Regions from separate parts of the Mus musculus genome. Here regions 2, 3, 4, 5, 6 and 7 are each linked to region 1. A link is a contact called in public promoter capture Hi-C data. All regions are on one chromosome and are shown on one strand. The core of a region is the stretch at or near the end of the contact, and the rest is flanking DNA. Distances in the headings are between cores, read along the strand shown.

The links. Promoter capture Hi-C pulls out the DNA fragments that hold promoters and counts their contacts.
Region 2: a promoter capture Hi-C map of pre-B cells shows a contact between it and region 1, with 2.7 times the contacts expected there. The contact joins the promoter of Nsun5 here to the promoter of Trim56 in region 1. A contact is called at or near these places in 2 of 39 promoter capture datasets (liver and pre-B cells).
Region 3: a promoter capture Hi-C map of liver shows a contact between it and region 1, with 3 times the contacts expected there. The contact joins the promoter of Hip1 here to the promoter of Trim56 in region 1. A contact is called at or near these places in 2 of 39 promoter capture datasets (liver and pre-B cells) and 1 of 115 datasets of contacts at active chromatin or transcription factors (embryonic stem cells).
Region 4: a promoter capture Hi-C map of liver shows a contact between it and region 1, with 2.6 times the contacts expected there. The contact joins the promoter of Rhbdd2 here to the promoter of Trim56 in region 1. A contact is called at or near these places in 3 of 39 promoter capture datasets (liver and pre-B cells).
Region 5: a contact with region 1 is called in a promoter capture Hi-C map of pre-B cells, with 2.5 times the contacts expected there. The contact joins the promoter of Mdh2 here to the promoter of Trim56 in region 1. A contact is called at or near these places in 4 of 39 promoter capture datasets (the C10 cell line, liver and pre-B cells), 1 of 484 Hi-C or Micro-C datasets (B cells) and 1 of 115 datasets of contacts at active chromatin or transcription factors (embryonic stem cells).
Region 6: a promoter capture Hi-C map of liver shows a contact between it and region 1, with 2.4 times the contacts expected there. The contact joins the promoter of Hspb1 here to the promoter of Trim56 in region 1. A contact is called at or near these places in 2 of 39 promoter capture datasets (liver and pre-B cells) and 2 of 115 datasets of contacts at active chromatin or transcription factors (large pre-B cells and pancreatic cancer cells).
Region 7: a promoter capture Hi-C map of liver shows a contact between it and region 1, with 2.6 times the contacts expected there. The contact joins the promoter of Lamtor4 here to the promoter of Trim56 in region 1. A contact is called at or near these places in 4 of 39 promoter capture datasets (hippocampal neurons, liver and pre-B cells).

What each region holds. Positions count from the first base shown.
Region 1 is chr5:137,114,638-137,117,828 of GRCm38.p6, forward strand. Trim56 (tripartite motif-containing 56) reads right to left here and starts at 1,570. Exons shown (of 3, transcript NM_201373.4): 1 at 1,475-1,570; 2 at 152-316; 3 at 1-24. The coding sequence starts at 23.
Region 2 is chr5:135,368,502-135,371,692 of GRCm38.p6, forward strand. Nsun5 (NOL1/NOP2/Sun domain family, member 5) reads left to right here and starts at 1,452. Exons shown (of 10, transcript NM_145414.2): 1 at 1,452-1,575; 2 at 1,690-1,812; 3 at 2,740-2,914; 4 at 2,997-3,105. The coding sequence starts at 1,483.
Region 3 is chr5:135,543,564-135,546,754 of GRCm38.p6, forward strand. Hip1 (huntingtin interacting protein 1) reads right to left here and starts at 1,559. Exons shown (of 31, transcript NM_146001.2): 1 at 1,374-1,559. The coding sequence starts at 1,493.
Region 4 is chr5:135,630,960-135,634,150 of GRCm38.p6, forward strand. Rhbdd2 (rhomboid domain containing 2) reads left to right here and starts at 1,695. Exons shown (of 4, transcript NM_146002.2): 1 at 1,695-1,959. The coding sequence starts at 1,782.
Region 5 is chr5:135,776,959-135,780,149 of GRCm38.p6, forward strand. It overlaps Mdh2 (malate dehydrogenase 2, NAD (mitochondrial)), which reads left to right and starts at 1,691. Exons shown (of 9, transcript NM_008617.2): 1 at 1,691-1,843. The coding sequence starts at 1,778. Styxl1 (serine/threonine/tyrosine interacting-like 1) reads right to left here and starts at 1,427. Exons shown (of 9, transcript NM_029659.4): 1 at 1,293-1,427. Gm30205 (a long non-coding RNA gene) reads left to right here. Exons shown (of 5, transcript XR_003955810.1): 5 at 964-1,026.
Region 6 is chr5:135,886,289-135,889,479 of GRCm38.p6, forward strand. Hspb1 (heat shock protein 1) reads left to right here and starts at 1,631. Exons shown (of 3, transcript NM_013560.2): 1 at 1,631-2,146; 2 at 2,761-2,824; 3 at 2,953-3,191. The coding sequence starts at 1,771. The coding sequence ends at 3,142.
Region 7 is chr5:138,253,731-138,256,921 of GRCm38.p6, forward strand. Lamtor4 (late endosomal/lysosomal adaptor, MAPK and MTOR activator 4) reads left to right here and starts at 1,752. Exons shown (of 4, transcript NM_001081108.2): 1 at 1,752-2,073; 2 at 2,523-2,603. The coding sequence starts at 2,071.

The DNA.
Region 1 (3,191 bases), core at 320-2,819:
GGGGAGGAGTCTTTGGAGTTCATGCTATAAGGGAAGGGGCAGAAGTCAGAGATACCTGGGCCAAGTCCCTAGCTTGGTCCTGTCTTCCCCCGCCCCACAAACACACTTCATCCTAGCCCCTCCCCTACTCTTTCCTGGTGTCCACACTCACCTGGATGTTTGGTACGTTCTGGCTTGTGGGAGGCACTAGATACCAGGGGAAGGGTTTTTTTCTTCCACTTTGTTCTCTTTACAGACACTCACCAAACGTAAACATGCGACCGGCTGTAGGAAGTGCTGAGCCTGTGGGAAAGATGAGACCAGGTAGCCCCCAGGCCTCAGAGATAGAATACTCTAATTAGTAACATACCAGGTCAAGGGCCAAAGGTAGGTGTAGCCCAAGCCCTTCCCGTCTCATGTAGCCCAGGCTGGCCTCAAACTTGGCCAAGTAGCCCAGGATGACCTTGACCTTCTGAACTTCCTGCCTCCACTTCCGGAGCCCTGGGAAGTTTATGTAGCACTGGAGAAGCAACCTAGGGCTTCTTGTGAGCTAGGCAGCCCTGCTCCTGGGTCTAGCTCCAAGCTTGTGCTCCTCCTGCCTCAGTCTCCTGCGTGCTCACATCACAGGCAAGCACCACCACGTTCACCTTGCCATGGGTCCTGTTATCAGTGGGTGCTAGGACTCAAGGGGCAGCCAGGAAGGACACACAGGTCAGGGGCATGCGAGCACTGTGCTTTTCGATGTTGGACAGGGTCCCGCAGTCTTTGTCCATCCATCTGTCTGGGAGGGTGTCCTGGGAGGGTGGAAGGGGCCCTACTTCCTGCCCCATCTAGCTTTGAAAATAACAACAGATCAAGATGAAGGCTCAGGGAGAAAAAGTTCATCTCCTTCCTTTTCCTGGACCTGGGGGTCATGTAGATCTGGCCTGACTCCTGGAGTCCTCTAATTTTACCATTCCTACCAAACTCATTCTAGAATCCCCTGGAGGGAAGGTACTGTAAGTCCCCAGCACGGTGGCGACTTAATAAAGAAAGCTGGAGCCCGAGACAGGAAGCTTGCCACAAATTTGAGGCTAGCCTGGGTTTAAAAGTGAGTTTCAGGACAGCCTGGGGCTACAATAGTGAGTTCTGGTTGAGCTTGCCCTACAGAGAGATCTAGCCTTGAGAGAGAGAATGAGAGCGATCACTTTTCTTTTTCCCCAGTGTTGGGAGGAAAAAAAAACAAACAAACTCGGAGTGGGGGGTGGGGGTGCGGTTGTCTACACTCAGTGAGTGTAGGATTCAGGACACAAGGTGGGAGGTGGGAGGCTGAGGGACAGGGCCTGGCTCCAAGCTTGTCCTCCCAAGCTTCTCAGGTCCCCTCTGCCCTCTCTCCCCTCCCTTCCTTTCCCTCTCCCGGGCTTTCTCACTTCCCCTTTCCTCCCTCCCCTCCCCCCAGGCTAGTCTTTCTGGGTGCTGGCTCTTAACCCCATCCGCCTTCCCGGGCTCTCCTTACCCAGCCACAGCTGATCCTGGACTCTCCCAGCAGGACCGGGGAGCCCCGAAATCCCGCTACCGCCAGCAGTTGACTACCTGCAAGAGAAACAAAACTGAAAGTAATCGTACTGTGGTGGTGCAACTTCCGTCCCCGGCCCGGGACAACTACTCTGGGGCGCAAGCCCCGCCTTCCTCACCACTCCACCCTGGAACCCTCCCTCCCCTCTGGCCGGGGCAATAAGGCCAGACCCGACTCCAGCAGGAAGGTCTGGGGGCTACAGGTTAGGGCGACTGGTAGCCCCAGGCTCAAGCTGTCAGCTTGTGTGTGTGTTGCAAACAAGACACTGCCCCAGAATCTATTCTCTGAGCATGTTTATCGGGTCAGGATGTTTATGTGTGGCAAGGAATGACAGATGAGCGATTGGGCCAGTGGGCGAGGCTCCTCGTGGGTCCTTTGCTAACCGTTGAAGCTGTGAGCCCCAGATAAGAACATTTCCAGAGCTTAGCGCAGTCTTTCTGGAGGAGGCTGTCTAGAGATGTGTTTGAGGAGGTCTCGGAGCATTTGGGGGCTTTCCCGGGGCAAGAGCGTTCTGAGAGCAACAGGTGTGCAGGGACAGAGAAATGACATCCGAAATCCTCAGCCTTCGGTGGTGGGCCACAGCTGTAATCCCTGCGCTGGGAGCTGGAGGCAGGAAGACCAGAGGTTCCATGCTAGCTAGCCTCAGATACTTGGCAAGTTTAAGGCCTGTGAAGCTTGAAAGAATCACAGGGGACCGTGTGAACCGTGGAAGACAACAGACGTTGTAGAGGGAGGAATTGACTAACATTGTTGGATGCCACAAACCAGGTAGTCAATCAAAATGAGGACAGGAAGTCATTGGGGTGGTAGCAGACCTAACATGGTTCACCTTGTCGATCTCCCTACCCTTTTATTCTCTCCCCCAAATTTTTGCTTCATGCTGGTGTAAAAGCAACATATTCAGAAAAAAAAATGTACTTTGGGTGTTTTTTTTTTCTTATGTATATATTTAGACAAAGTCTCGTTATTTAGCCCAGGCTAGCTTCAAGATCCTTCTGCCCCAGCCTCTTGAGTGTTGGTATTTCAGGTGTGTACCACCACCTCCATCTTTGGAAATTTTTTTTTTTTTTTTTTTTTTTTTAGCCTAGAAAAAAAAGTACAATTCCAAGGGGAAGGCCTGGAAAAACCAGACAGCACAGAAAGACAAGAGAGATTAAGGTTGCACTGGGGTGGACTCACCCCCATATGGCTCAATGGCTTACAGTGGTAGAAAGCTCGCCTGGTATGCCCGAGGCCCTGGATTACACCCACAGCACCTAATAAACTAGGCATAACCCCAGCACTTGGGAGGCAGAGGCTGGAAGATCTGGAGTTTGAGGTCATCTTCAACATATAGCGAGTTCCAGCCAGCCTGAGACATGTGAGACCTTGTTTCAACAAACAGAAAAGGATGTGGGCTTTGGAACAGGGGACACCAGAGTCCCTCGCTCTCAAGCCTGGTAACACCTCTTGCCAGCGGAAAAGCAGGAATTCCAGCAGAGTGAATTCCTTTGCTGTGAAGGTTGCCGACTTGAGAGATTCCAAATAACAGCATTAAAATAGCTCTGATGGCAAGATGGCTCAGCGAATAACGGTGCCTGCCACCAAACCTGAGGACCAGCGTCAGTTCCCAGAACCCACCTGGCAGGAGGGGATTGACTCCACAAGCTGTTCCCAA
Region 2 (3,191 bases), core at 202-2,701, 1.7 Mb before region 1:
ATTGAGCAGAGCCTAGCAGAATTGTCTGTAAGCCAACAGTCAGAAACTATGGAATCCCTTGGAGGTGGCATTACAAAAGGTTTTGATTGCCTAACATGTCTGGGAACAGTATGTGCTCTTAAGGTCTGAGCCACCTTTCTTAGGCCCAACTACCATTATTTTGATTGTCTCATGTAGTCCAGGCTGGTGTGAATTGGCTAGCCAAAGATGACCTCAAATCAATCTTTCTTCCTTTCCTTCCTTCTTTTCTTAAAAGATGTGAGAAGAGGGCATCAGATCCCCTTATAGATGGTTGTGAACCACCATGTGGTTCCTGGGAATTGAACTCAGGACCTTTGGAAAAGCAGACAGTGCTCTTAACCAGTGAGCCATCAGGAGCGTACCATCATGCCCGGTTTATACAGTGGAAGGATTGGAACCAAAGGCTTTCTGCCTGTTAGGCAAGCCCTCTATATAGATTGAGTCCCATCATTGGTCCTCCTCATCAATGTTGAGAATTGATCCCAGGGCTTTGCACATGCTAGGCAAGTGCTCTACTCCGAGGGACAATGTCTGTCGGCCCTATTAAACACCCACTTTTTTTTTTTTTTTAAACAATCTACTTTTTCCAGCGCTAGGGTCCCAGAGAGCCACATTTACTAGATGGGTGTTCAACAACTCCAAGCACACCAGTGGATTCTAGGCAGGTGCTCTACCACTGAGCCACGCCCCCAGCCCCTCCCTGGGGGATTCTAGGCAGGGACTCTACCACTGAGCCACGCCCCAGCCCCTCCCTGGGGGATTCTAGGCAGGGGCTCTACCACTGAGCCACATCCCAACCTCTCAGTGGAGGCATCAAGGCACGTGCTTTATTACTGAACCTTTCATCCGGTCACAGGGAGAGGCTGACACAGGACTGCTAGGAGAGTCTGCGTAGCCTTCTGAGTTCCAAAGTCTTAAAAAAAAAATTAAAAACTACAAAATAGCCTGGCGTGGTTGTGCACGCCTTTAATAAAAGCACTTGGGAGGCAGAGGCAGGCGGATTTCTGAGTTCGAGGCCAGCCTGGTCTCTACAGAGACAGCCAGGGGATACACAGAGAAACCCTGTCTCAAAAAAACAACAAAAACAAACAAACAAACAAAAAAAAAACCAATCCACAACAACAAACTACAAAATAGCTACACTGAATTCTAAAAAGAAAGTAGACTTTTTTCATTCTACATACAGGACCTCATTATGTAGCTCTGGCTGTCCTGTAACTACTTAGACCTAGCTGACCTTAAACTCGCAAAGATCCTTCTGCCTCTGTTTCCCGCGCGCTAGGATTAAAGGCGTGAGCCAGCCCGCTCGGATTTAGAGCCTAAGATTAATTTTTGGACGCTGAAAACGGAAAGCAGCGAACCCTTTGACTCCGGAAATCCGGTTGTACAAATTGTTGCGGCGGCCGTAAAGCCAGCCCGAGTTTTGCGACAGTGTCGTAGAGCGCTTGAGGCGGGGAGAGCATGGGGCTGTACGCGGCCGCCGCGGCGGTGCTGGCCGGCGTGGAAAGCCGCCAGGGCTCCCTCAAGGGGTTGGTGTATTCCAGCAACTTCCAGGTAGTGAGGCCGGGGGCTGGCAAGCCGGGCTGGGGAGCGGGGCTTGTCCGGGCGGGAGGGCGAGGCGAGGCGAGGCCCGCGTGGGGTGCAGCGGGTGTCCCCTGTGTCGCACAGAACCTGAAGCAGTTGTACGCTCTGGTGTGCGAGACGCAGCGCTACTCGGCCGTGCTGGACGCTGTCATCGCCAGTGCTGGGCTCCTTCGCGCCGAGAAGAAGCTGAGACCGCACCTTGCCAAGGTGAGCGGCGGCCAGAGGCTGTTACCCGTGCGTGGCTCTCACACTTCTTTCTGGGGTCCCAGTTGAGCTGGGTCAGATGTGACTCCCCTTGGAGCATTGCAGGAAGGGCTAAGTAGGACGAAGGTGCAAACTAGTAGTGGCTGAGGCTACCTACCGGACAGGGTGATGATGGCAAGGTCGGTCGGGGTCCAGAGCTCTGCTGGCGACCTGGGGGGTGGGGTAGGGTGGGGAGGGGGAGCTTCAGGCATGGGGCAGGACACGGGGTTTGCAGATGGCATTTGCTCTCGTCTCTTTACCCGCCTGCCTGGATGCCTGTCTTTTTGTAATGCTGGGAGATTGAACCCAGAGTCTCCAACAAGCCATAGAAGAGTTCTCCCACTGAGTCACACCCACAACACCTCATTGGACAGCATCACTAGACAGATGCTCTATTTTTGAGCAGTACCCCCAGCCCCTCACTGGGGGATTCTAGGCAGGTGCTTATTGCTGAGCTGCAATCCCTATTTCTTCTCTGGTGGATACTAAGCAAGCTTCCTACCCTACTGCTGAGCCACCGCCTCCGTTGCCTCCTCTTCCTTCTCCCCCTTTCGTCCTCTTCGGTCTTTAGAGACAGGCTTTCTCTGTGTCACCCAGGCTGTTCTGGAACTCACTCTGTAGATCAGGCTGACCTCGAACTTACAGAGAACCGCTTGTCTCTGCCTCTTGAGTGCTGGGATTAAAGGCACCATTACCCAGTTAGCTTGTAGTTTTCTTGCTTATGCATCTGATGTTGCTGGCATTATGGACATTTGCCCTAACATCATGCCATTAATTTCTTTTGTGATCTTGGGCAAGAGAACTCTATTGACATGACCATCTGGACAGGTACCTACTTCTCCCACTGGAGGGTTTTATGGTGTTAATAGTTTTGTGTTTTTTCCTGTCCAGGTGCTAGTGTATGAATTATTGCTGGGGAAGGGGTTTCGAGGGGGTGGAGGCCGATGGAAGGCTCTGCTGGGCCGGCACCAGGCAAGGCTCAAGGCTGAGCTGGCCCGACTCAAGGTTCATCGGGGTGTGAGCCGAAATGAGGACCTGTTGCAAGAGAGCTCCAGACCTGGCCAAGGTGACTTGGAGGCTGAGGGGCGGGAGGGGAGTGACCCTCAGAAGGCTCACCTCCCTCCCCACTTGACCACTGTGACTTCTAGCCTACCAGGTACCACGGTTCGTGCGTGTGAACACGCTCAAGACCCGCCCTGAGGATGCAATCGATTATTTCAAGAGACAAGGTTTCTCCTACCAGGGTCGGGCTTCCAGGTAAGAGCTGAACATCGTGCCCGGGTGCCTTCATTTTCCTCTGTGTCCAGGTTCTCAAGGAAGTAGGAGTCTGTTAGAGGGGAGAC
Region 3 (3,191 bases), core at 309-2,808, 1.6 Mb before region 1:
AAATAAAAGAGGTTGGGGGGGGATATGAAAACTTTTTTTTCTTTTTTTCTTTTTTTTGGCAACAACGCCCAAGGTTCAAAAGATCTGAGAAATTTAAAAAGCTCCAAACTCTATAGACATTGAGAGGTAAGTGGACGGTGGTCTCTCTTTCCCCTCCCGGGGTACAACTACCCCATTTCCCCCCTCAGACACAAGAAGTGGACCCAGGGGTCTCAGAAACAAGAGGTGGTGTAAAGTCCCCTGGGGTGAAAAGGCTTTCTTCCGAGCAAGGTCCATTTATAGAACACACAGGCCCTCCCTATCTCTTCCATCTTTCCTACTCACAGAACACGACAGGGGACCTGCCTCTGGCTGAAGTCAACTCAGATCTTCAAAGTAGAACTCGGAGAGCCAGAGTAGAAGAAATCTACCGGCCCGGCATCCGCAGTGGGATCCGAGGAGTTGTACTCTCAGAAACAGATTTTACATACAGATGAACTGATGACTACACACCCCGAGCCTCACAACTTGATTCAGTCCGATCAATACAGCATGCATAAAAGCCTGAGGTAAAACTGGATAGTGGCTTTTTGTTGATAACTGCGGTGGAATTTTGGCCATCTGCCCTGGTCAGACCAGACAAATAAGGCAGGCGGTCTGCTTATTAGCTGTCAGGCATATTTTGGAGGGTGAAAGCAAAACCTCAAATCAGGAGTCTGAGTATCACTGGACAGCTTATGCCGGCACGCAAAGCTCTGACAATCCAAGCGCCTCAATTCCTACCCCAGGCTGCGCGTCCCCGTTCCTCCAAACCCCCGGGCCATTTTACAAGTTGGACCACACTTCACATTTCTTACGGTCCTTCCCATCACTCAGACCCCTTTGGCCCAGCCTCTGAGGCCAACAGCTGGGGCTGCTGAGAGCCAAGTTAGAGGCACCGTTGAGCGAGATGCTGGGAAGTGTAGGGAGAGTCAATACTAAAGTAAGGCGACCAGAGCCACCCTTCACACCCCCACCTTGGCGTTCCCACACTTGGCAAAAACCAAGCGACTTCCAAGTGCTTCCCCTATCCAGGAGCACCCTTCCGTCAGTCCCCTTTCAACTCCCTTTAGCCTCCCTTGTGACCCCTGATGGTGCTCACTGAGACCGTCCCCTCAGCCGCAGGAATCTGCAGTTCCCCAGAGTGCACCCCGACCCCTATGCCAGTGGAGATGCCCAGGTAGATCCCGAACCTCCCTGGGACCCGCCTAGTTCCCTACCCCAAAATGATTCCGATCGCAGCCACCTTGCCTAATTCCTTCCCGAGTCTGCAAGTCCCACTCCCTTCCAAGCCTCTCTTGCACCCTGCATCACTCCAAGTGCCCCAGGGATGCCCCAGGGTTCTCGAATCTCACCTGAGTCCGCTCGAAGCTCTCGCGCTCCGCAGCCTCCATCCCAGCACCAACTCCGCGGCGGCTCAACACTTTGGGCAGCGGGTTGGATACCTGCTTCATGGAGCTGGCCATTCGGTCCATGTTGTCTGGGTGAACAGAGTCAGGGGCCCTCGGCCGCCCCGGGATCCCCGCGGAGCCTCCCGCCCCTCCCTACCCGCGGGGATCCGGCGCTAACGGGGACAGATTCCGTCTTCCATTGGTTGACAGCGCTGTCCATCTCCCTCAGAACCCACCCCATGTTTCCAAGAGGCTTTTCCCCACACCCCTCTTCCCACTTCGGAGGCGCTCCGCTCACTTCACCCGCTGCCCGCCTCAGGGCGGTCCGCATACTATGACTGGTCTGAAGGTTTGTCCATTATCATTAGTGGGCAGGACCTGGTGGGCTGCTGTCCTAACCTGCCCCCTAGGCTCCGCCCCATAATCGATGCACCGCCTTCCAGGCCTCTACATGCACTGTCATTGGTCTGAAGACTTATCTGTCAACAGGCTGGCTTGATGGGCTGCCCTAACCTTTTCTTGTTGGCTCCACCCTACATCCGTCACTCTTCCTTTGTTCCCACCCCCCAGGACCATAAAAGCACTATGATTGCTCTGAAGGCTTGTCCGTCATGCTAGTGGGTGGGGCCTGGCTGCCACAGACCAGCCCTTGCTGACTCCACCCTACTTCGAAGCGCCACCTCCTGGGCCCTTCTCTGCTGCGGGTTTCTGAGCAGTAGGACCTGCGGTCCAGCCGGCGCCACGAGTTCCCGAGGGGATGGAAAGGCAGATCAAGGGAAGCATGGCTGCACACCATGCTTCACCGGCTTGCTGGGGAACTCTGCGTCAGTGTGGACCCGCGATGGCGGCCTTAGTGGTCCTCGAAGTCCCCTCCTCGTGCATTCCTTTCTGCCCGTTCTGGAGGACCGTTCTGGAGGGTCCCCAAATACTGGCCTGTGATTGCGAGGATCTCCCCAGAGCTTTCCAAACTTTGCTTCGTTCTCACCTTATCTCGGTAGAAACCCCAACAGATGCTCTTTGTTCAACTATGGTAGGGTCCACTCCTCCCATCCTGTTCTGGGAGCACCTACAGACTGGGAAGTGCTCCTCAGCAAAGAAAAAAGTTACAGGTTCTTCACTAACAGAACTAGTGGCACCGTTAAGCATTAAGCAATTTGATGGTGCTATCCATCTAGCTCTGCAATAGAAGCCAGTACAAGTCTCACTTGTACTAGGCAATGTTTTAATTAATGACAATATCAAACTCACTATGTCGCTGAGTCCCTTGAATCCCTGAGCCTCTTGCCTCTTCCATTCAACTGTTAGGATTATAGGCGTGGGCCTCTAGGCTTGACTTTCCTTTAACGTTTTACACACATTTTGTACCTGTGTGTATGTGTGGGACTGTGTTCATACGGCAGCACTCTGTGGAGGTCAGAAAGCAAATTAGATTCTGTTCTCTACCGTGTGGACCCCAGGATCTGACTTGAGTGATAGGCTTAGTGTAGCAACCTACCCACTGAGTGGTCACACCAGGGATGCTCTTTAAAAACAGTGTTTCAAGACGGGTGGTGATGGTCCACAGCCTTAGTCTCAGCACTCAAGAGGCAGAGGCAGATGGATCTCTGAGTTCAAGGCCAGCCTTGTCTATAGAGTGAGTTCCAGGACAGCCAGTACTGCACACACATGCACACCTACATGCACAAAGATAATATTTCACTAAAAAGTTGAGATTGGCTTTGAACTCCCAGAAATCCTGCCTCAGCCTCTTGAATGCTAGGATTACAGGCATATACCTGTATA
Region 4 (3,191 bases), core at 445-2,944, 1.5 Mb before region 1:
AATATTGGGGAGGAGGAATGGGGCTGTAGTTCAGTGATAGACCTCTTAACCTTTCATGCACTAGGCTGTAGGCTGCCCAGTACTGCCAAAACTGAACATATTGAAAAAGGAATATCTTGATGTCGCCCCCTGGGACCCAGCAAACTGGGATTCAATTTCCTGACTCTTCTCACCCGCGACTTGGTCGGGAAGCTACCTCACCTGCTAAAGCACTTGTAGCTCACAAAGGATACTCTAGCTGTTCACCAGAAATAGCTTTGCTCTGCAGGAAGCGCTTTTCAAACTGCAAAAGGCTAAAGCAAAGTTTAGCAAAAGCGTCATGGCGTACGCTCATAGCGCATGTATAGTAGCTCTAGTGTCCCTTCAATTGTCTCCTTCCCCGCCTCCTCTTACTTTATCTCCAGTCCAGCTCCAGAAAGTGCTGGCTCTGTCTTCTTGGCCAATTCAGGCAGGAAGAACCAAGTTTTAATTCTTTCTTTGCTATTGAACTGTATCCCTCAGGGATCCCCATAGACTCAGTTTCCTCTTTGGCAGGACAGAGACAAACACAAGTCTGTGGGAGAATAGGGCTCCGTGGTCCTCACGACGTCATACCATTACAGTGAGAAGGACCCGGCTGAAAGCATAGTTCAGTTGGTAGCATGCTGGAGTCCCTGGGTTCGAGCCTCATTACTGCATAAACTGAGGGAGGTGGTGCACATCTAAAATCCCTGCTTTCTGGAGATGGAGACCCAGAGTTCAGAGTCAAATTTGTGTAAAAGCCAAAAGCAAGAGGAAGAAATGTTTTTCAAGACCCCTCTCCCTCAATGAGGATCTACTAGTAGTTAATGGCTGTTGGGAGGAGAGACATTTGCTCCTGAAAGCGACTTTAATGAAACTCACTGGGTCGCAAAAATTTAAAAAGAAAGAAAGAAAGAAAGAAAGAAAGAAAGAAAGAAAGAAAGAAAGAAAGGAAGGAAGAAAGAAGGAAAGAAGAGAAAAGAAAAGAAACATGGAAGCAAAAGAGAAACTAAGATGGGAAGGCAAGAGGGGGTAATGGAGCCCCGATAAAATATGATCAAAGTACATTATACACATGTAAGAAAATGCCATAATGAAACCATTACTTGGTATAATAAATATAGGTTGATTAAAATTTTTAAAGGGAGCCTTTGAGATGGCTGAGAGTAAAGGTGTTTGTGTGTGCACCTCCACACCTTCTCTCACTGAGCCAAACGCAAATAAAATCTAAAAAAAAAAAGAAAAGAAAAAAAGAAAAATAAAAAGGGCTAAAGAGATGACTCAGTGGGTAAAGGCACTGCTGCCAAGCCTGATTACCCAAGTTCTATTCCCAGGACCCAGAGGTGGAAGGAGATGATAAACTCAACCTTAAGTTTTCATCTACCCTCCACGCGCGTTGCACGCACATGCCCCTCTCTCACACTCAAACAGATGTAATCAAATGTTTTTTTGGTTTTGCTTGTTTGTTTGTTTGTTTGTTTGTTTGTTTTTAATTAAAAATCAAGAAGAAGGAAGCTGAGGTCTAGGCAAGAATACTCCTGAGGCGGCAGCCCGCACAACACCCGTAGGTAAGCTGGAACTACAACTCCCGGCCTCCTTTGGGCGGGTAAGAGCGGAGGACTCCACGGGATTGGGCCTTCCCCCACCCCCACCCCCCCATGGGGCGGTGCTTGAGGAGAGGCCAGTCTTCCGCTGTTGCCAGGGGAGACCGCCGCAAGGAGGCGGAAATTGAGGAGGGAGGCGGGGAGTACCGAGGCCGCACGCTGGAAGGGCTCGCGGCCATGGCGGCCCCGGGCCCCGCGAGTCGCTTCTGGTGCTCGTGTCCCGAGGTGCCCTCCGCCACATTCTTCACCGCCCTGCTCTCGCTGCTGGTGTCGGGCCCCCGCCTGTTCCTGCTGCAGCCGCCTCTGGCGCCCTCGGGGCTGTCTCTGCGCTCCGAGGCCCTGCGCAACTGGCAAGGTGAGAAGAGGCGGGGCGGGGATGGCGCGCTTCCTCAGCCCGCAGACTCCCCGGTCCCTGATCTCCAGCCTCACTGCCAGCCAACCCCAGACCTCCGTGCCCACCACCATTCTCCCCACTTGGAGCTCCAGCATGTCTTGTCCAAAGCCGGATCATTTCCGCCAACTCCTTCTCTACCCACAATCGCCCCCTTCCATGTTACCCCAGATCCATTCATTCTTTGATCTCGAGGGTGAACACACTTCCTAAGCCATTCACGTTTTATAAACACAAACCCCATCTGCTGACGGCCCGAGCCCCACAGGAACAAACCAAACGTTTCTCACCTTTATCGTGACAATTGTCTACTGTCAACCCAATGGATGGCTTTTCCTCTTGACTCTAGAATTTTCTGCTGCGTCTTTACCTTAATCCTGACTCCTAATCCCAGCTCACAGAAGGAGCTGGTAAAGTGTTTGTTTTCTCAGAGGAGAGAAATTTCTCAAACTAATTAAGTCTGGTAATCATCCCTTTGTAAAAGACAGGATTCTTAGTCTTTGTTTCTTCCTCATTCTTTCCTGGGAAATCCCTGTTGCTTCTAACGTTAACAGAGGCCTGCGCGTTCATTTCATGTAATCCTCGCTGTGATTTCATGACAGGCCATATTAAATTGCCTGTTTACCAGAAATTGAGGTTGAATACAGAGATTCGCAGAGCTAACACATCATAATATTGAGATAGGAGCCCCGCACTTTGTTTTTAGTATGGTGATTTAAAACTAGGGCTTTGGGTATATAATCTCCACATCTTTAGATAGAGGTATACATATGTGACACATTATTTATATGCTTGTGTGCACTCTTGTGAAAGTCAGAGGACAACCTGACCGGAGTCTTTCTCTTCTTCCCCCATGTGGGTCCTGGGAATCAAACTCGGGTCTTTGGGATTGGCAGGACCTACCTCAGCCTGTTGAGCCATCTCGTCAGCTACCTAAATCTTAGAGAGTTGTATGTAGAATTTTTTCATATTTACCAGTAAAATTTCAATTTGGGACATATCCAGCAAATAACCAAACTTCTGGAGATATTCTGATAGGATGTAATGGTTTCCTGCTTAAAGCTGAAATTTTCTTTTCCCCCTTTTTTGGATACATGTAGCACTTACAGTCAGCTAAATGCCAGTGTAGACAGGCACGCACTCTTTTTCTTTCTGGGTTTTTGTTTTTTGTTTTTGTTGTTTTGTTTGTTTTTGTT
Region 5 (3,191 bases), core at 441-2,940, 1.3 Mb before region 1:
CCCAAAGGCCAGGCAAGAACCGGGGGAGGCATATCCGATTCCAGACGGGGCTGGTAGTACACTTTATCCATCCAGCAAAGAGGTAGAGGCCAGGGAAGAGAGTCGGCCAGCCATCGCCAGCTCTCGTGTGTGGCTATGCTCTTTGGTTCTCGTTTGTTACCACCAGCAGCCTTGCTTTCTCTGTCACTGTCCCCAACCAGACTGAGTCACTGAACTTGCTACCATCCTGCTTCAGCCTCCAGGTCCCTGGGAATACAGGCCTGCTCAAGGACAGCTAGGACACTGAACTTATACTTTATTGCTGGAGAACTTCACATTCATGCCAAGTGTTTTTGAACAAATCCAACCAGTTCCCTCCCTTCCAGTTCCTTCTCTAACCCCCTCCCCAACTTTTTGTTTGCATGGTTGTTATTTTGTTTTTTGGTTTTTTTTTTAACAGAGTTTCATGTTGGCCTCAAACTCACATCAATCCTTCTGCTGCAGCCTCCGGAATATTTTTTATGTGTGTAGCATGCGTTCGAATGTATGTAGGTGCATATATGTGCACGTCTGTATGTGTATGGGTCCTTACTTTTACATTTTTATCATTTTAAATGTTTATTTCTGTGTCTCCGTGGGTACCTGCACACGAATGCCTGCGGCAATGGCTATGCCTGAAGCTAGAGTTTCAGGGGGTTGTGGGCCACCTGCTAGCGTCTCAGGATCGAAGCTCTGCAAGAGCAGCAAGTGCTCTTAACCAGAGTCATCCCTCCAGCTCTGATCCTGAACTTTAGAATAGTTATTATTTTTTTAATCGTGTGTTGTGCGGATTTTAGTAAGAAAGGAAGGAAAAGAAGGGGGGAGCAGGAAAAGCAAGAAGAAGAGTTGCAGAACCGTGCTCCCTGCACTGCTGGAGAGTTTGAGGGGTAGAGACAAGCCCAAAGCCTGAGGCACGGTCACCAAACGTTTCTTCCTCCGTCCCAGACCTAGGATCGCGGTCCTGCACATCGCCTGGTGCCATGACAACGCGAGTACTCGCTCCTCCGAGCGGGTTGTGTGAGAAGCCTGGAACCTCAACAAGGCTCTGTGTAACTTGTCGGAAGGGCGGCTCTGGAGGAAACAGGTGGGGAGATGCTGCCCACCCCGCCCCGGGACGCCCCGGGACCCCAGCCGGCCTCTTCCAGGGGGCAGGAAAGTTGGGCCTGGCTGAGGTCAGGAGCTCCGGGGCCGCCTGACCTGCTGCGCGACTTCTGTCAGGCTCCCCGGCAGGACGTCCGACCGGAGCCCCACCTGGGATAACGGGTACTTCTAACCTAGAGCCTGTCCTCCGGGCGAGCGCTCCAAGAGTCCTTCTAGTACCGGGTTGCTAGGGGCGGTCCCAAGATTCCGCCTAATCCTGGTGACCGTCTGTCCTAGCGCTAGGTCCCGGAAGTGGGCAAAGCTAACGGTGGGGAGGGGCGGGGCAAGGGGCGGGGTAGGAGGCGGGGGAAGGAACGGCCTGATAAAGTGAAGCCGGGCCTCTCTCGCGAGATCTCGGAAGTGGCCGGAGCCCAGAGATGACTTCTTTGGAGCCGGAGAGAATCGTGACGTCAGGCCTCGCTCGCCGGGTCTAGGGCGTGCTAGACAAGGAACCACACGGCCGAGCCTGTCTCGCGAGATTTGGCTCAAGCTTCTTGCGCTTCTCTCGCGAGATCAGGTGGCTCTGGACCGGGCGGCCACTGCGCAGAGTGGAGGTCGTTGGAGTCACTCGTCTTCTTGTAGCTCCTGCCAGTAGCTCCGTGTCCCGCCCGCCCTAGCCATGCTGTCCGCTCTCGCCCGTCCTGCCGGCGCCGCTCTCCGCCGCAGCTTCAGCACTTCGGCCCAGGTACAAGGGGCTGCCTGCCTAGGAAGGAACTCCGGGGGCGGCACACGCGTCCCCGGAGCTCGGCGTTTCTTAACCATCCAAGGCTCACTCTGGACGTCTGGGCCGCCCGGCTCACATCCCGACCAACATGGAAGGGGGACAGAGTCAGTCCAGGTTTCCTCCATAGTCTGCGCTCCACGTAGGTGCAGAAGCCGAGGCTCGCGGTCCGGATGCGAGTTGCATTATATGCAACTTTGCATTGCTTCGACTTAACTGATTTTCTCCTTGAAGCCTCCATGGATGTGAGGCACCAGGAGAGAAATAACGCGGACGTTAACTTCGTAGTGCCGGGGGCTCCGAGGGTGGAGAACGGATCAGGGTCACAGTAGTTTGGGAGATTCGATTGAAATTAGCACAGTCAGTGGCCTTCCCGCCCAGGGATTGCTTGCTTTATGTCCGTTTATGTGGACCAGGCTGGCCTCGAACTCACGGAGTCCAGTCTCTGCCTCAGTACCGGCATTAAAGATGTGCATCAAGCATCGTTTTTCAGAGTGTGTGTGGTGTCATGTGCACATGATTGTACAGAGGCCAGAGAAGGACATCGGTGTCTTGGCCATCACACACTAGACCAGCGAGCGGTTCTCAACCTTGGGATCGAATGACCCTTTCACAGGGGTCCCGTAGCAAATGTTTACATTACGACTCATAACCGTAACAGAATTTCAGTTACGAAGTAGCAATTTTATTTTTAAAAGTAATTTTATGGTTGAAGGGTTCACCTCAACATGAGGAACTGTATTAAAGGGTTGCAGCATTAGGAAGCTTAAGAACCCCTGTTGTAGACTTTATTTATTTATTTATTTATTTATTTATGAGAGTGAGAAGGCCTTTGATGAACCTGCCAGGCAGGGGAACCGGGCTTTGAACTCAGGTCCTTATGCACTTACCCACTGAACCATCTCCTCCACTGGATCTCTTTTGAATTATTCTTGGAGGATCATCCTTGCTTTGGGTAGACTTGGCCTAGGACAGTTACAGCTAAGCTATTTATAGTCAATCTTCTCCTGGGCCAGGGCCTCTTTAACTAGTGCATGTCGGAATCAGTAAAGGAGACCCAGGATCGTGTCAAGAGGGCAGGGTCAGTATTTTTTACAAATCTCTAGCAAAATTGATACAACCAAGGCTTGAGAAACAATTACCATGCTCCGGAGGAGAACTGATCATTCCAGGGAAGTCTACATTTCTTACCATCTAGGTCAGGTCTTCCTGTTTCCCATTCAGTCCATTCATTGAAAAATAAAGATGCAAGGGGCTGGAGAGGTGCTCACAGTTAAAAGTGCTTGCTGATTTTGCAGAGACTAGAGTTTGG
Region 6 (3,191 bases), core at 381-2,880, 1.2 Mb before region 1:
TCAGCGGACACTTTCCACATTGCTGTTCATCACCAAAGGAAGTCAGGACTGGAATTAAGCAGGTCAGAAAGCAGGAGCTGATGCAGAGGCCATGGAGGGATGTTTCTCACTGGCTTGCTTCCCCTGGCTTGCTCAGCTTGTTCTCTCGCTCTCTTTCTCTCTCTCTCTTTTTTTTTGGGGGGGGGTCTTTTCTAGACAGTGTTTCTCTGTATAGCCCTGGCTGTCCTGGAACTCACTCTGTAGACCAGGCTGGCCTCGAACTCAGAAACCCACCTGCCTCTGCCTCCCAAGTGCTGGGATTAAAGTCGTGCACCACCACCACCTGGCCCAGCTTGCTCTCTTATAGAACCAAGACTACCAGCCCAAGAATGGCTCCACCCACAATGCCCCCCCCCCCCCGATCTCTAATTGAGAAAATGCCTTATAGCTGGATCTCATGGAGGTATTTCCTCAAAGGAGGCTCCTTTCTCTGTGATAACTCCAGCTTGTATCAATTTGACACTAAACCAGCCAGTACAAGTATCCAGGTTCAAATTCTAGCACCCACCTGGCATTCCAATTTCTGATACTCTCTGTAACTCAAGATCTAACACTCTCACACAGACATTCATGTAGGCAAAACACTGATACACATTATATATATATATATATATATATATATATATATATATATATATATAATAAAAAAAAAAAGCGGCCGGGTGTGGTGGGGCACGCCTTTAATCCCAGCACTCCGGAGGCACGGGCAGGTGGATTTCTGAGTTCGAGGCCAGCCTGGTCTACAAAGTGAATTCCAGGACAGCCAGGGCTATACAGAGAAACCCTGTCTCGAAAAACCAAAAAAAAAAAAAAAAAAAAAAGCATCAAATAGCCCAGCGGTGGTGATGCACACCTTTAATCCCAGCACTTGGGAGGCAGAGGCAGGCGGGTTTCTGAATTCGAGGCCAGCCTGGTCTACAAAGTGAGTTCCAGGACAACCAGGGCTATGCAGAGAAACATTGTCTTCAGAAAAAAAAAAAAAAAAAAAAAAAAAAAAGCAAAGCAAAACAAAACAAAAAAAAAGCATCAAAATAAAAAAAGAAAAATCCTACTTCAGAGAGAGAGAGAGAGAGAGAGAGAGAGAGAGAGAGAGAGGAGAGAGGAGAGAGAAAGAGAGAAAGAAGAAAGAAAGTCAGTTTCTGGGTCAGAAAGATACTCAGTGAACACTAAGGCGCCTGCCACGAAGCCTTTGCTCCCCAGGAGATACACTATAGAAGACAGCTATCTTGCCGGTGTCATGAGACCTCCACAGGTGTGCCATGACATGTGTGTTCCCACGGGCCTCCTTCTGGTTCAGACCAGGTTCAGTTGCTTCCCAGTTGCGACACAAAAGACCTAACCTCTCCTGGTTATTCTCAATAAAAAATGGGGCTGGCCCCAGGCCACCGCCCTTCAGCCAGCAGTGTCCTAAACCCGACAGTGGGAATCGCTCCAGCTACCGGTATTACGCCGTCATTTGTTTTCTTCAACAAGAGAAGTTTCCAGATGGGGGCAGAACCTTCCTGGCCCCGCCTGCCCGCCCCCTTTGCAAGCTTAGGGGGAGGAATGCAGAGGGGAGGGGCGGCGAGGGGCGGCCCCTGAGACGGTCATTGCCATTAATAGAGACCTGAAGCACCGCCTGCTAAAAATACCCGGCTGGGCACACATAAAAGCACGCTGGGGCTCCAGTCCGGCACTTCTCGGATCCTCAGCCCAGTGCTTCTAGATCCTCAGCCTTGACCAGCCAAGAACATGACCGAGCGCCGCGTGCCCTTCTCGCTGCTGCGGAGCCCGAGCTGGGAACCATTCCGGGACTGGTACCCTGCACACAGCCGCCTCTTCGATCAAGCTTTCGGGGTGCCCCGGTTGCCCGATGAGTGGTCGCAGTGGTTCAGCGCCGCTGGGTGGCCCGGATACGTGCGCCCGCTGCCCGCCGCGACCGCCGAGGGCCCCGCGGCGGTGACCCTGGCCGCACCAGCCTTCAGCCGAGCGCTCAACCGACAGCTCAGCAGCGGGGTCTCGGAGATCCGACAGACGGCTGATCGCTGGCGCGTGTCCCTGGACGTCAACCACTTCGCTCCGGAGGAGCTCACAGTGAAGACCAAGGAAGGCGTGGTGGAGATCACTGGTGAGTTTCCCTTGTGCCCAGAGGGGACGAAGCTGCCGAGGCGAGAGTGGTGGCTGGGGGGCTGAGGGTGGGGGCTGAAACCCTGAGGAATAGAACCCTGAGAAGTTAGAAATGAACCTAGGGACCCGGAGCCCGCATCATTCTCCTTTGCCTGCTTCTCTTGCCCCGGAACGCGGGGTGCAGGTTGCTCTTAAAAGCTCTGTCATCTTCGATGATATGGACCAACAGCTGGGGATGTAGCTCAGGGTAGAGCTTCGCCTGGCCTGCCGGGAGGCCTTGAGGCTTTGCGTTCCACCCGCAGCACAGAAACAAAATGAAGGAAGACCCAACACACCTTCTGGAAGACCTCATTCCCAAATAAGCAAGCGGCAGGATCAGGGTCCCTAGACCCAGCCGCAGAGGCTTTGAGTATACCTACCCTGGTATCCAAGTCTGGGTCAGAGCCAAGCCCTTCGCATCCCAAATCTCAGAAGGGAAGTTTCTGGAAAGTTTTAAGATTCCAGACAGTCAGGCACCCCGCCGCACTCGGGTTTGTTTGCCTCCCTGGGGGGTCCCAGCCACTCCTTAGCTAGGACAGCAGAGGGCTGCTTCTGACCTTCTGTCCCCACCCACAGGCAAGCACGAAGAAAGGCAGGACGAACATGGCTACATCTCTCGGTGCTTCACCCGGAAATACACGTGAGTTCTGATTCCTTGCATGGAGGGCGGGGAGGTGGGGGGGAGGGGGAGCGGACCCAGGGCGGAGGGCGAAGAGCCCCGGGTCAGGAGGGATGTGTAACCCTTGCCCTGATTTTCTGTGTGTCCAGGCTCCCTCCAGGTGTGGACCCCACCCTAGTGTCCTCTTCCCTATCCCCTGAGGGCACACTTACCGTGGAGGCTCCGTTGCCCAAAGCAGTCACGCAGTCAGCGGAGATCACCATTCCGGTTACTTTCGAGGCCCGCGCCCAAATTGGGGGCCCAGAAGCTGGGAAGTCTGAACAGTCTGGAGCCAAGTAGAAGCCATCAGCCTGCTGCCTATCTCCCATAGCCATTGCTGGCCACCCCT
Region 7 (3,191 bases), core at 502-3,001, 1.1 Mb after region 1:
AACTTGGTCCTGGTGTGTCCTGTGCAAATTCCAGTCTTTTCAAACAGAACATCAAAAGCAAAAATCTTGTACCTGTCAGTGAATGGTGGAGCACACCTTCAATCATAGAACTTCAGAGGCAGAGGCCAGAGGAGCTCTTTGGGTTCTAGGCTAGCTTAGTCTACATTAGTGATATTCTGTCTCAAGAATGACCAATCAACCAACCAACCAACCAACCAACCAACCAACCAACCAACCAATTAAGCCAACAAGCAAATTGCCCTTGACAACAGCTGCCAGGTAAACCATTTCCAACAGAGATCCCCAGGGCTCACGCATGGTAAAAAAGTTCCTGCAATGTTATAGAGAAGCTGAATGCTCAGTCATGGTGTGAAAACGTAATCCAGAACTCCAGCTAGCAACCTCAGCCTCTCCAGGTTGGTTTTGGATGGATGTCTGTAAGCTCCCAATTTCATGATTTCTGTTCTTTTACTTAGAAGCCTTCCCTGAAGAAACTCTCTGCTCTGCCCAGAACTCTGTCTGTTCGTAGTTGTCTTAAAGGGACTTCCTCAGGTAGTTTTGGCTGGATACTTGGATACTTGAGTACCTGATTTGATGGAAATTGATGTGCTTCTCTCTCTCTCTCTCTCTCTCTCTCTCTCACTCACTTTATAAAGTCACTCGTTCAAAATAAAAATTGTGGCTACTGTAGACCATTCTCTGGATTGTACAAAGCAGCTGTTGATATTTGTATACCCACTTCAGAGCAATGGTGCCAAGCACCTTTGCCCGCTGAGCCACTTTGCCAGCCCTACTTCAATTTTTTGGTCATGATGATTGAATCTGGGGCCTATGCATGCTAGGCAAGTTTTGAAACGATAGCTACAGCCTTGCCTCATTTTCTCTAATTAGCTGCTGCTTCTACAAGATGATTTGGGGTGGACGACTTTCTTTGTTTAGTGCTGTGGGTACAGACCCACACCCAGTATGCATAAGGCCCTGACTTTGCTTCTTGGCACTGAAAATAAATGGGGTGGGGGATATAATTCACTAATTTAGTGTACAACTTAGTAACTTCGGCACATTCACAAAGATATGCAGACTTCAATATGAATTCCAAAAAGCTTAAATCACATGCCCTGCCATACCCTCATTAATAAGCACTTCCTATTTTTTCTTGCCCCACTACCAACTAGTAATTGCTTTCAGTTTTTCTGTATTTGCAAGAAGTGTATGTGTTTTAATCAGGATCTTGGTAGGTAGCTCAGGCCTCAGTCTGGCACTGAACTCCCTATTCAGCCCAATCCTCGGCCTCTCAGGCTTTAAACTAGGATTACAAGCATTCGGCAATAGTCACAGCTAAGCGTCTTACATAGATGGGACCACATAATATATAGCCTTATGAACCTGCCCTTTCACAACCCGTCCTTTTGGTTGGGTCTGAGCCTCTGAAGGCTGAGTGGTCTCTGAAGCCATCTCCCTGGCCTGCTTTCTCTTGTTTTGGAGATTCTCAAGCTGCATTTGGTGTCAGGACATTATCATCTTGTATTGATCTTACACTACTGTGTGTACACAGCAAATTTGATTTACTCATTCATAGCCATATTTGGGCCGATCCACTCTTAACACATATACTCAAGGCAGAAAGTTAACACGTGAACAGCTTTTCACGTGTAAACCAAACCATCGTCTTTCACATTGGTACATTAGTTTCTCTTTTCAGGTTGAACAGTGACACCTAAGACTCCTCTTACATCACCGGACTGTTCTACTTTCTTCTTGGAAGCCACCGGCAGATGCATATTCCTATTGCAAAGGATAGAAGCAGTGCACGTTCGTGTGGCGACACTGCCCCGCGACTCTCCGGACAACTCTCGCAGGCAAATCCTGAGGGGCGGGGAAATGCAACCAATCCACGAATGTGTTCGGAAAGCGGGGCTCCGCAGTGGTTGATAAAGTATAATGACATACCCGCCATCCAATCCTCAAGCGAAGGGCTGGGCTACAGTCAGCTGGTGAAACCACCTGACCCGAGCCTGGAGCCGGAAACTACCTATCCGGCAGACTGCTTACACTGCACCTACGGCTGCGATGGTGAGTGTGGACGCATGCGCGGGTGTGCACGCCTGCGGTTCCGCGTCCCTGTTTTCCGAGCTTCTGTTGCCACCTTATGGCTTGCATTTCACTGTCACCTCCAGTCCACCCTGGGACCGAAAGGGAACAGAGATGGGAGGGAAGCGACAGGGAGGGCTGGAGAAGGAAGGCTCCGCTACCGGGTGTTCTGCAGCGGGGGAGTAGTCTAGATGGCACAAGGGGCGGGGCATAAGGGGACTGGAGTGGGAAGGGACATGAGGAGGGGTTGAGGGGCTAGGAAGGCCTCCTGGGTCACCTACATGACAAGTGGAAGAGCTCAGAGGTCCAATAGTGACCGTGGATGGAGACTCAGTGTTACAAGCCATTATGAGGGCCTTGGAAGGCTCATATCCAGGAGGGAGATGGGTTTGCAAGGCTGTCATGATTCTCCTTGTCTCTTTACCCTCTAGACTTCCGCACTGACCCAAGGGCTGGAGCGAATCCCAGACCAGCTTGGCTACCTGGTGCTGAGCGAAGGTGCAGTGCTGGCGGTGCGTTGTGGGAAAGCAAAGCGTGGGGTGGAGGGTGTGTGTGTGTGTGTGTGTGGGGGGGTCCTTTGGGGACACACAGCCCAGAAATCCCTTCAAATATTTCCAAGTTGTCTCTTTTTGTCTTCTCTGTGGTTCCTTGCTTGCCATATAGTAAGCTTTATGTAGTATTTGGATATGTGGTATAAAAGCTAATTACCAAAAGGTTGGGGAGGTAGCTTAGTACGGAGAATGAGTTGCCTAGCATGCACAGAGCCTTCTCTTCAATCCCAATACTGCATAAAACCAAACAGAGTGTAGTCCCAGCACTTGGAAGGTGGAAACAGTGGGTTAGATGTTCAGGCTTATCTTTGGCTACATATCAAATTCAATCACAACCTGGACTACATGTAACTCAGCCTCAAAAAACAACAAACAAACCATTACCCAAGTTATACAATTAGTTAGTTAGTTGTAGTTTGTTTTTATTTGTTAAATTCTTGTAGGGACGCACGTATGGGTGCCACAGGGGGTGAAAGTTCGAGGACACTTTGGAGTGAATTCTCCTGCCATGTGGGTCTTGAGGATTGAACTCAGGTCATCAGGCATTGA